Regions from separate parts of the Capra hircus genome. Here region 1 is linked to region 2. The links are chromatin contacts, called in public Hi-C maps. All regions are on one chromosome and are shown on one strand. The core of a region is the stretch at or near the end of the contact, and the rest is flanking DNA. Distances in the headings are between cores, read along the strand shown.

Evidence for each region. A called contact is a pair of places that touch in the nucleus more often than the background predicts.
Region 1: a contact with region 2 is called in a Hi-C map of blood, with 3 times the contacts expected there. The contact joins two enhancer-like sites. A contact is called at or near these places in 2 of 5 Hi-C or Micro-C datasets (both in blood).

Annotation. Positions count from the first base shown.
Region 1 is chr22:57,738,526-57,743,161 of ARS1.2, forward strand. SLC6A6 (sodium- and chloride-dependent taurine transporter) reads right to left here. Exons shown (of 14, transcript XM_018067225.1): 9 at 4,362-4,474; 10 at 426-563. Among named protein-coding and RNA genes, the nearest start is that of SLC6A6, 71 kb to the right of the region's middle. Within about 2 kb of position 3,001, at least 1 of the 5 cell types and tissues checked has an H3K27ac peak or open chromatin away from gene starts, as enhancers often do.
Region 2 is chr22:57,909,708-57,914,808 of ARS1.2, forward strand. No RefSeq gene overlaps it. Among named protein-coding and RNA genes, the nearest start is that of LSM3, 64 kb to the right of the region's middle. Within about 2 kb of position 2,529, at least 1 of the 5 cell types and tissues checked has an H3K27ac peak or open chromatin away from gene starts, as enhancers often do.

The DNA.
Region 1 (4,636 bases), core at 1,751-4,250, 170 kb before region 2:
GCCCATGGCCCAGGCTAGGCTCATACGCTCGCTTCTCCTGCAGACTGGCCGGAGAAGGGCCACTGCCCACAGCGGTGGGGATGGAGCTGCCGTCAAAGGGGATTTCAGCTGCAGCGCCCCTTCCCTTCTCAGGACGAGGAGGGCAGGAGGGCGGCAGGTGGCCACGGTGCGGCCAGGGTAACAGGGAAGTGGGGAGGGGCGTCTGGCTGGAGGGCGGGGTCGTGAGTCACCTCCTGCTGCCCCTGGGTGGGGTGGGACCCCCAAAGGAGGGTCGACCTCAGTCGGCCAGGCCCTCTCATCCAGCCACTGGGTTGGGGGGCACAGGGGGGCAGTGTGGCGTTGAACTGACCTGGGAAACACACAGAGCACCTAGGGCCCTCCCGGGGGCGGGGGTGGTCCCCTCATGCCAGGTGGGAGCCACCTACCTCGGTCACCATGATCAGCCCCAGAAGGTAGCTGACACAGCATATGGAGGCGATGAAGATCTCTCGATGAAAGCCCTTCCTTAGCAAGGACGGGTGCAGATCAACCAAGGACGTGATCTGTCCTTCCACTTCCACAAACTGGGGAGGGAAGGAGAGCCATGAGCAGCAGGCCAGCAACCCCTTGGCTCAGAGAGGGGTGGGGTCGTGTCCGCGCCGTGGAGGGGCTCAGCGTGCTGAGTCCCGCCCCTCGGGCCAGGCCTGGTGGGCCCTGCACGGCTCTCCAGATAGTCCACGCCCCTGAGACCCCTCCGCCCGGCACACTTGCTGGCCGGTGTGTCAACGCGGGCAACCTCCCGCTTGCGTCTGGGTTTTCCTGGAAGCAGAAGGTGGTGCACTCCTATTCCTGGGCCTTGGGCACCCAGCCGGGCCAGGTACACAGCAGCACGTGAGCTGTGGGTGGTGACCCAGGCAGGTCTGGGCTTCAGTTCCCAGATTGAAGACACTTGGTGGTCTTTAACCCTGTGGGGACCGTGGGCTCCACGGGAGGATTTCGCACACGTTGCATGCACGCCCACAGGCCTATGTGCGTGAGTCCAATGCTGCCTACGATTCCCGGAACTCCCAAAGGTGATAGAAAGGCCAGTCCATAGGTAACCTTTGAGGGTGACCCTCGGTCTTTCTAAACCTTCCCATCGTTGCCCCTAACAATTTATCCTGGGCTGGGGGACGTTCCACGTCAGTCCATGGAGCCGCCTCGGCACTCAGACGGGGGCGCTAACCCCATCCCGTGGATGCGTATCGCAAGGATCTTAGTGGCTTCACGACCTCAAGTGAAGGTGCCCCGCAGACCGATTCCAGCTCCCGTGGCGGCCGACCTGGGCAGGACCATGTCTGTCTGTAGGCACCGCCATCCGCAGCACAGCAGTCTAGAGGTGCAGTTTGGGGTGAAAGGGCACACTGACACATTTTAACTGGAGTGGCCACAGCCAAACGGCTCGGCCAGCCAACACGCCCTCTGAGGTCATCGGAGTCCACTCGACACCCAAAAGCTAAAACCTCAACCCGTCGGCTCTTTCCTCTGGGACAGACACTGGGAGGTTTGCTCCCACAGCCTTCCTGCAAGACACGGCCAACCGCTGGCTTCTCTGGGAAGCATCACGGGAGAATCAGGGAACACACACACACAGCAGGTCCCTCCCGTGAGCTCAAAGGGGCCGGGAGTTCAGAGAAACGATGACCAAGGAGCTCTTGGAAGGGGTCCCAAGAGAACAGCGGGCAGGTGCTCAGACCTCTGATCGATGTCTCAGCCCAAGCGGCGCGGAGTCTAAACTGCCAGTGATCTAGAGCAGACCAGCAGCTCTGACGTTAACCTTGTAAAGGAGTCAGAGAAAGAGGTTCTTTCCCTTTTTGAGATTTGAAAATCAAAGACAGGCAGATCCGGGGTCGCTGAGAGTCAGGGCCAATACCGGCATCAGCCCCTCTTGAGTTTGCTGCGGCCCTGGGGGCACCACGCCCCCTCCGCCAGCCTCTCCAGACCTGACTCAGTTAATAGTGCCACAGCCCCGCCTTCTCAGAGCCTCCACCACTTCCTTCGCTGGAAAGTGAGCGCATCCTGCTGATGCTGAAAAGCCAGGTGGCAGCTGGAGGAAAGGGGGGTTTTGGTGGGGACAGACTTTCTGTTTGGAAAGATGAGAAAGCCCTGGAGATGATGCTGGTGACGGCTATGACGACGTGAGTGTCCTTAATGCACCAAACAAGCACTTACAAATGGGTCTCAGTCGCTCAGTCGTGTCCGACTCTTTGCGACGCTATGGACTGTAGCCCGCCAGCCTCCTCTGTCCAGTGGGATTTTTCCAGGCAAGGACACTGGAGGGGTTTGCCATTCCCTTCTTCAGACAAACTTCCTGACGCAGGGATCAAACCAGCGTCTCCTCCTTTGCAGGTAGGTTCTTTCCCTCTGAGCCGCTGGGGAAGCCCTCAAACATGGCTAAGAGGGTCAATTTCGCGTTATAGGATTTCCCACACGTGGCCCGTGGAGCCTGGTCCCAGTGGACACCTCGCAGGGTAGGCCCTTATCATGGCTGGTGGTGGTGTGTCTGTAAAACCTTCTCCCACGTCCCCAGGTTCACACAGGTGCAGCAGAGGGATCCCAGGGCTCAAATCCCACCACGCCCTGTCCTGGTGCGTCAATTAGGCAGGTCGTTCGGTGCTGCGAGCGCCATGCTCTGAACCAGGAGAGCTTGCTCAGGGTGACGCTGCCCTGGAGAGCTTCTGGCTTCCTGAAGTGAAGGGCCGTGGGGGGTCTGGCTCCGAGGCGCACAGCCTCCACCAGGCCCCACCTGCCTCCCAGGGGAAATCTAATGAATAACCACCGGGGCCCCTTCCGCAGCCCAAGAGGCCAGTCTGGAGATGGCCTGCTTTGTCATTTATTAACCTCTTTCTGTCTTCTTTTTTTGGGTTTTGCTGAGAGCTCTGGAAGAGGTTATAAAAGCTGGCTGCTGGGGGCCTCCGAAGGCCAAGCTCATTAACCAAGGCTGATGGATGGGGCCCTCTCTCTGTTTACACAGCTCAGTTCATCAACAACTGCTCAAGTTATTTTTGTCTCCCGTCTCCCAAATGTTTTCCTTCAGTCTTCTCTGCTAATCCTAGTCTTCTTTCTGGCAAACCCTCCGCTCTGCTCTGGACCTTGCTAGCGGACCACCCTCTCTCCCTTGCCTGACCTTCTGAGACTTCCCACCTCCCAGGTCCTGAGTCCCCGGGGGCCCATCTGTTCACTGGCTTCGAGGCTGCTGCCTAGGAGACGGACGGTGGGCAAGGCTCTCTCCTGAAGGGGTAGAGCCCCCACTGATCGCAGGGCCCCAGCTGACCAGACTTTTGTGAGGCATCTGGACCCCCAGCTGGCACACGAGGCTGCCTGTCAGCGACTGACCTCGGATGGAGGCCCTTGGGTGGTCCTGGGCACAGGACTAGCTTGCCCTGCACACCCTAACTGCCCCCTCCTATTTCCAGGGAAAGGTGTCCCAGGGGCTCGCTCTAACGTCCTCTGGGTACCACTTACTGCTTCTAATCAGGAAGCGCGCCTGGCGTATCACCTAAGGCAACGAAGATACAATCATACCCATTTACCAGATGAGGAAACTGAGGCAAGGGTGGAAGAAACGTGTTCAACAAAGCAACACTGTGGGGGCAAGTGAGCCTGGGAACTGAGTTACTCCAAAGGCAGACGCAGCCCCGGCTGACGCACGCGGACACACCCTGGGGAGGGGGAGGCTTAAGCCCTGGAGGGCTGGGACATGGGGGTTAAGAGGCGCAGGGAATGATGACAGGGTAGCAGGGGGTCCTGCTTGTGTGGGGAGGGTGGGGGGGTTAAGCAAGGCTCTGGGGCTCGGTTTCCCTGTGGGGGCCAAGCTCGCTGACCCACGTGCCCTAGGAGGTGGTGAGCACAGCCCGGTTCCAGCTTCCGTGGCTGCGCTCAGGACTGTCAGTGGCCACTCACGCCCCGGACAGCCGTGTCGGCCGCCTGCCCGAACGGCCTGTGTGCTGGGTCCCGCTGGGGCCTGCCTGGGGGCTCTGCGCTCCGCGGCGCGTGCCACCAACTATGGTCTCGCCCTTCTCCTTGTACCCCTGGGCCCACACCCAAGAGTGTCTCTCTCTCCCCCGCTGAGGTCAAAGGCTCGAGCTTTGGCGCAGATGACATCCTGCTGCCGCCCTGGGCCGTTCCCTCCCCCGGGGTCCAGGAACCCTCGCTGGCTGCAGCTGCTGCGGGCTGTGTGTGTGTGTGTGTGTGTGTGTGTGTGTGTGTGTGTGTTGGGGGTTGCCACCAGCTCATCACAGCACAGAGGGAGGCTCTGCCAGAACCAGGTTTCTGGGGGGGGCCTTTCCTCCCTCGCCCAGGGGCAGACCTGCCTGGGGACCATCCCCTCGCTCTGCACATACCTGGCTATCCAGTCCAAGCAAGAGAAGCATAATGAAAAAAAGGATGGACCAAAATGTGGGCAGCGGCATCATCGTCACGGCTTTCGGGTAGGCGATGAAGGCCAGGCCAGGACCTAAGGGGAGAGAAGATGGGGGGGCGGGGAGAGGGGGTCATCAGTGCCCGAGCTGCCCCGAGCCCCGGAGCCATACAAGACACTCGGGGTCCGGGACGGGTCTCCCCAGTCCCCGATGCAGGGGCCCGCCTGGGGTGAGAGACCAGGCCTGTTCTCATTCGG
Region 2 (5,101 bases), core at 1,279-3,778:
ACCGCCACAAGACAACATCCATCAGTCCATCACCAGGCACAGCTGCGAGGTTTCTCCTGTGATGACGGTGTTTAAGATCACGTTCAATACACATTATTAACTACAGATGAGCACAGAGCCGACGCTTCCTTAGCGCCGAGGCAGGCGGAGCTCTCAGTGCTTTCTTGTGCATTTACTGAAGACACCCTGTCCACAGTCCTCTGCGGAGGTGCTGCTCTTGTCCCCATTTCACAGAGGGGCACACTGAGTTCACGTGGCGGCAGAGAGACGCAGGGCAGCAGGTCAGGGGCAGTGAGCAAGTGAGGGCTGCCCTGGGATGGAGCCCCATGTGCACACCCCATTCGGAGGGGACGGCTGGGCTCCTCTCTCCAATCAGAACAGGATCCCGGGAGGAAAGCGCCCCCTGGGAGAGGAACCAAAGGGACACAGAAAGAACACACAGGGAGCTCATAGAGAGCGCAGCGGAGGCCACCTGGAGAACCGCCCTTCCTGCCTGACACTGGGGAGGGCTCCGCCGTCTGGTAGAAGTCCTGAGCTGGTGACAGGTGGGGGAATAGCAGTGATGGGCAGGCGTCGGAGCGGGAGGGCCGGCGGAGACACCAGGGCACACGGACGCTCGAGCTTGGACGGGCAGCGCGCTCCGGAACCGCACCTGCAGCTGTGAGGCTGCAGTGCAGCAGCAGGTCTGCTCCTGGCTCTTCACTGCGGCCCTCACTCGTGGCTCACGGCTCGGTCCCCACGGGGGACGGTGAAGTAAACGGTGCTCGCTTTGTACGCTGGCATACGTGTGGCCACAGAGACACACTGTGGAAGCCTTGTACACACGGATATGGACTGATCCACAAGGCGCAGTGAGGAAAGCGCAAGGCGTCTAGCGTGTGCGCGCTCAGCGGCGTCCGACTCTTTCAGACCCTGTGGACTGCAGCCCGCCAGGCTCCTCTGTCCATGGGATTCTCCAGGCAAGAATGCTGGAGTGGGCTGCCATTCCCTTCTCAGGAGGTTGATCCCAACCCAGGTGTTGAACCCGAGTCTTCTGCACTGGCGGGCGGGTTCTTTACCACTGAGCCATCTGCTGGCCACAACACCAAAGGCACGTTCCTTAAGAAGAAAAAAGGGATGAACTGGACCTCAGCAAAATGAACGCTGTGTGCTCCGCAAGAGACTCTGCCTCCAGGATGAAAAGACAAGCCTCCAGCCGGGAGAAAGGACTTCCAACCCCGTCTCTAGGAGAACTTGTATCTAGAGTACTCAGAGAACACTCTAAGGCCGACAGCGAGAAACCTAACAGCTCAGCTGGGAAGTGGGCAGAGAGTCTCAACACAGAGTTCTCCAAAGCCGGATGGCAAATAAGCACGAGAGAAGACGTTCCACATTGCTAGCCACTGGGGAAACGCAAAATGGGGCTCTGATTAGATAGTACTAGAAACCTACCGAAAAGGCTTAAAAAAAGAAAGAAAGAAACAAAAAGTAATAGTATCCAGGGCTGACAAGGGCACAAAGCAACCGGAACTCACACACTGGTGGGTAAGAAGGTACAGCAATCTGGAAAAGAGTGGGGCAGTTTCTCAGCCATTAAACTCAGGCTTACATACAACTCAGCAATTGCACTTCTGGGTATTTCTCCTAGGAAAGCCAAGACTTTAGGCTCATATGAAAATCTGTATGCGAACATACACATCAGCTGGATTTGTAAGAACCAGAATCTGGAAACCACCCAACTGCCCTTCAACAGGTGACTGAATAAACGCCCTGGGTGCACCATTGAATGGAATACTGCGGAGCAATCAACAGGGATGAGTTAGTGATACGCAACCAGTTAAATGGGTCTCAAAGGCACTGTTCTGAGCAAAAAAAAAAAAAAAATGCCGACCTCAGAAAGTTACGTACTGTATGATTCCATCTATAACACTGTCAGAGTGATATAATCACAGAGATAACAGATCAGTAGTTGCCAGGGCATGGGGCTGGGGAAAGGATGTGATTACAAAGCGTTTAGTGTGCGAGAATTTCTTTGTGGGGATTGGAACAGTTCTATATCCTGATGGTTACAACATCTATCCATGTGATAAAATTTCACAGAACTATGTACCAGAAAACAAAACAATTACTACATGTAAAAACTGGTGAAATCCAAATAAGGTCTGATTTTGAGTTAATAATACTGCACCAATGTCAGTTTCCTGGTTTTGACAATGCACCGTGATTATGTAAGATGTTATCTCAGTGGGGAGCTGGGGGAAGCAGGGGAAAGGTCCATGGGAACTCGTTGTACTATTTTTGCAACCTCTCGTGAGTCTTAAAGTATCTCAAAATGGAAAAAAAAAATTAAGTAGTATTGTTTTGGGGCTACTTGGCTCAATTTGCTATTTTTGCCGTAAGAAAAAAAAATAACAAGGTAAAGAATCCGTGTGGAGCGAGGCCCATCTGTGTGATGTGAATGCAGGATTCCTGTCGGTGACAGAACTCGGTATTTCTGGAAACAGACACAGGGACTGGGAATGCTGGGGCCGCGCGGAGGGCAGCTGGGCGGCGGGGCTGCGGGGTGCGGGGGAGACCTGCCCGTTCAGTTTTCCTCTGGAAGCGCCCGCCTTTCGTGCTGTGGCTGTCTCTCACCCTTTACAACGTTTCAGGTCGTTTTTTTGAAACCTGAGAGTGGGATCTGAGGCCCTGGGGGAGAGGAGCTGCCTGCCTGCCTCCAAGAGGCTCCAAGGACAGCCCAGGAGGGAGAGCGGCAGTGTCCTGGGGACCAAGATTTTAGCAGCAAGGTGGCTATTCCACTGAGTTCACAGGAGGCTGGGAACACAGAGGAGGAACTGATGGGGCAGGGAGGGCACCCGCTCCTACTAGCGGGGCTGGGAAGCGATGCCACCCTCATGTCCATGACAACCAGGAGCAGAGTGGCCACACGCGGCCCCCGCAACAGCGGATGCTTGCCAGGCCACTCAGCGGAGCGCTTGCTTCTCAGGCACGACAAGTCCCCATCCCCACGCAGCAACACCCTCTTGAAGCTGGGAGCTCCTGCTCAGGGTCCCCGTGGAGTTTGCAGCCCTACACACCCTCACTGGTTAGGGACCTCCTGCCCTAACCAGACGGACTTGCACTGGGTTCTCGCGGCCAGAATCCACGGGGCAGACGCTGAGCCGGGCCCCAGGGTGAGAATGGGGAGGCCTCCTGGGCTGGTGGAGAGAGACAGGGCTGGGGTGGAGACGGTGGGCAGTGCCCGCCTCCGTACTGTCTCGTGAGCCTGCTGGGAAAGCTTAGGGCAGACAGCATTTGAGATGAATGGCCCCTGCAGGCTCGGACAGTGGGCCCCGGGCTGACCGCGGCTCCAGGGAGCCGTACAGGCCTCATGTCCGTCACCAGGCGGACGGGAACTGGGGATGGGGCGTCCACGGAACCTCCCAGAGCAGTGAGGGAGACCAAGCTGGGCCTCCGTGCGGGGATAAGCGGCCAAGAGGGAAGAGAGAGCCTCGAAGAGAAAGGGACAAACGCTGGGCTGTTCCCCGTCCGGAGCCTGAAAGGAGGCAAAGCTAACCTAAGCGGGGAGAAGTCAGCATCATGGGACCTCTCGGGAAGAGGGGAGGGGAAGGGGCTGGGGGCAGGGCGGAGGAGGAGCCAGCGGCAGTCACATGGGTGTGTGCATCTTCAACGCCTCAGGCACTTATGTTCCATGCCCTCTTCTTTATGCATGTGAGACAAAAGGTTATGAAACAGAGGTTTCTTTAAAAAAAAAAAAAAGGAAGGCCACCTCGAGAATGGGAGAAAGTATTTGCAAATCACCTGTATGATAAGGGGTTAATATCCAGAATACGTAAAGAACTCTTGCAACTCAACAACAACAAAGAGCAAAAACCAGACTTTAAAAATGGTCACAGGAGTTGAGTTGAGTAGACAACTCTCCAAAGAAGATACTCAGATGGCCAAAGAGTACTTGGAGAAATGCTCAGCGGGACCGACTGTTAGCAAAATGCAAATCAGTGAGATACCATGTCCGAGCCATCAGGACGGTGACTGAAATGCCAGGACCAAAGAAGAAGAAGCACCAGAAAGAAACCATCGTCGGGGGCACGTGGAGAAACTGGAACATTTATTTGCACAGCCCTGGGGGGAATGGAAAACAGGATGGCAGTTCCTTAAAACACTAAAAACAGAACTCTCATGTGATCCAGCCGTTCCACTTCTGGACATATATCCGAAAGAACGGACAGCAGAGTCTTGAGGAGGTATTTGTACACCCTTGTTCAGAGCAACATTACTCACAGCCAAAAAGCGGAAGCAACCCAAGGGTGTACGAGCAGAATGTGGTCTCCCCGTACAATGGAATATTATCCAGCCTTTAAAGGGAGGAAACTCTGACACATGCTTACAACATCAGTGAGCCCCGAGGACACGGTGCTCGGGGAAACCAGCGGGTCACAAGAGGACCCATACTGCACGGTCCTGCAATATGAAGTCCTTAGAGCAGTCGAATCCACAGACAGCGAGTCAACGGTGGCTCCCAGGGGGCTGAAGGGGCGGGCGGAGTGGGCATCAGTGGTTAACGGGGCAGAGACTCAGTCTGGGAAGATGAGAAAGCTCTGGAGATGCTGGCGCTGCCGGCTGCGCCATAGTGCGAGTGTACCTAACGCCACTGAACCGGACACACAAAACGGTTAGACTGATAGAGTTCACGTTGTGTCTGTTTTCCCACAGTCAGACTGAGGGCAGGAGGAGGAGGGGACGGCAGAGGATGAGATGGCTGGATGGTATCACAGGCTTGATGGACGTGAGTTTGAGCAACTGGCGTGCTGCAGTCCGTGGGGTCGCAAAGAGTCGGACACGACGGAGCGACTGAACTACAACAAAATCAAGCAAGCCAGTGAAAGGAACACGGACTGGCCTCTAACTGGATCGGAAGCGGGGGCCTGAGACCGGGGCCCGCCGAGCCTGGGCCTCCTCCCCCAGCGAGAGCATGGAAGCAGTGGCCGCGTCTGCAGGGCTGGGGAGGGTCGCAGGTCAGGTGGGCCGGCTCATGGCGGTGAAGGTGTCAGAGCTCTTGTGGCTCCGCGACTTCTCCTCCCAGCCCAAGGTAGGAGGATCTGTGTTCCTTCTCCTCTGCACC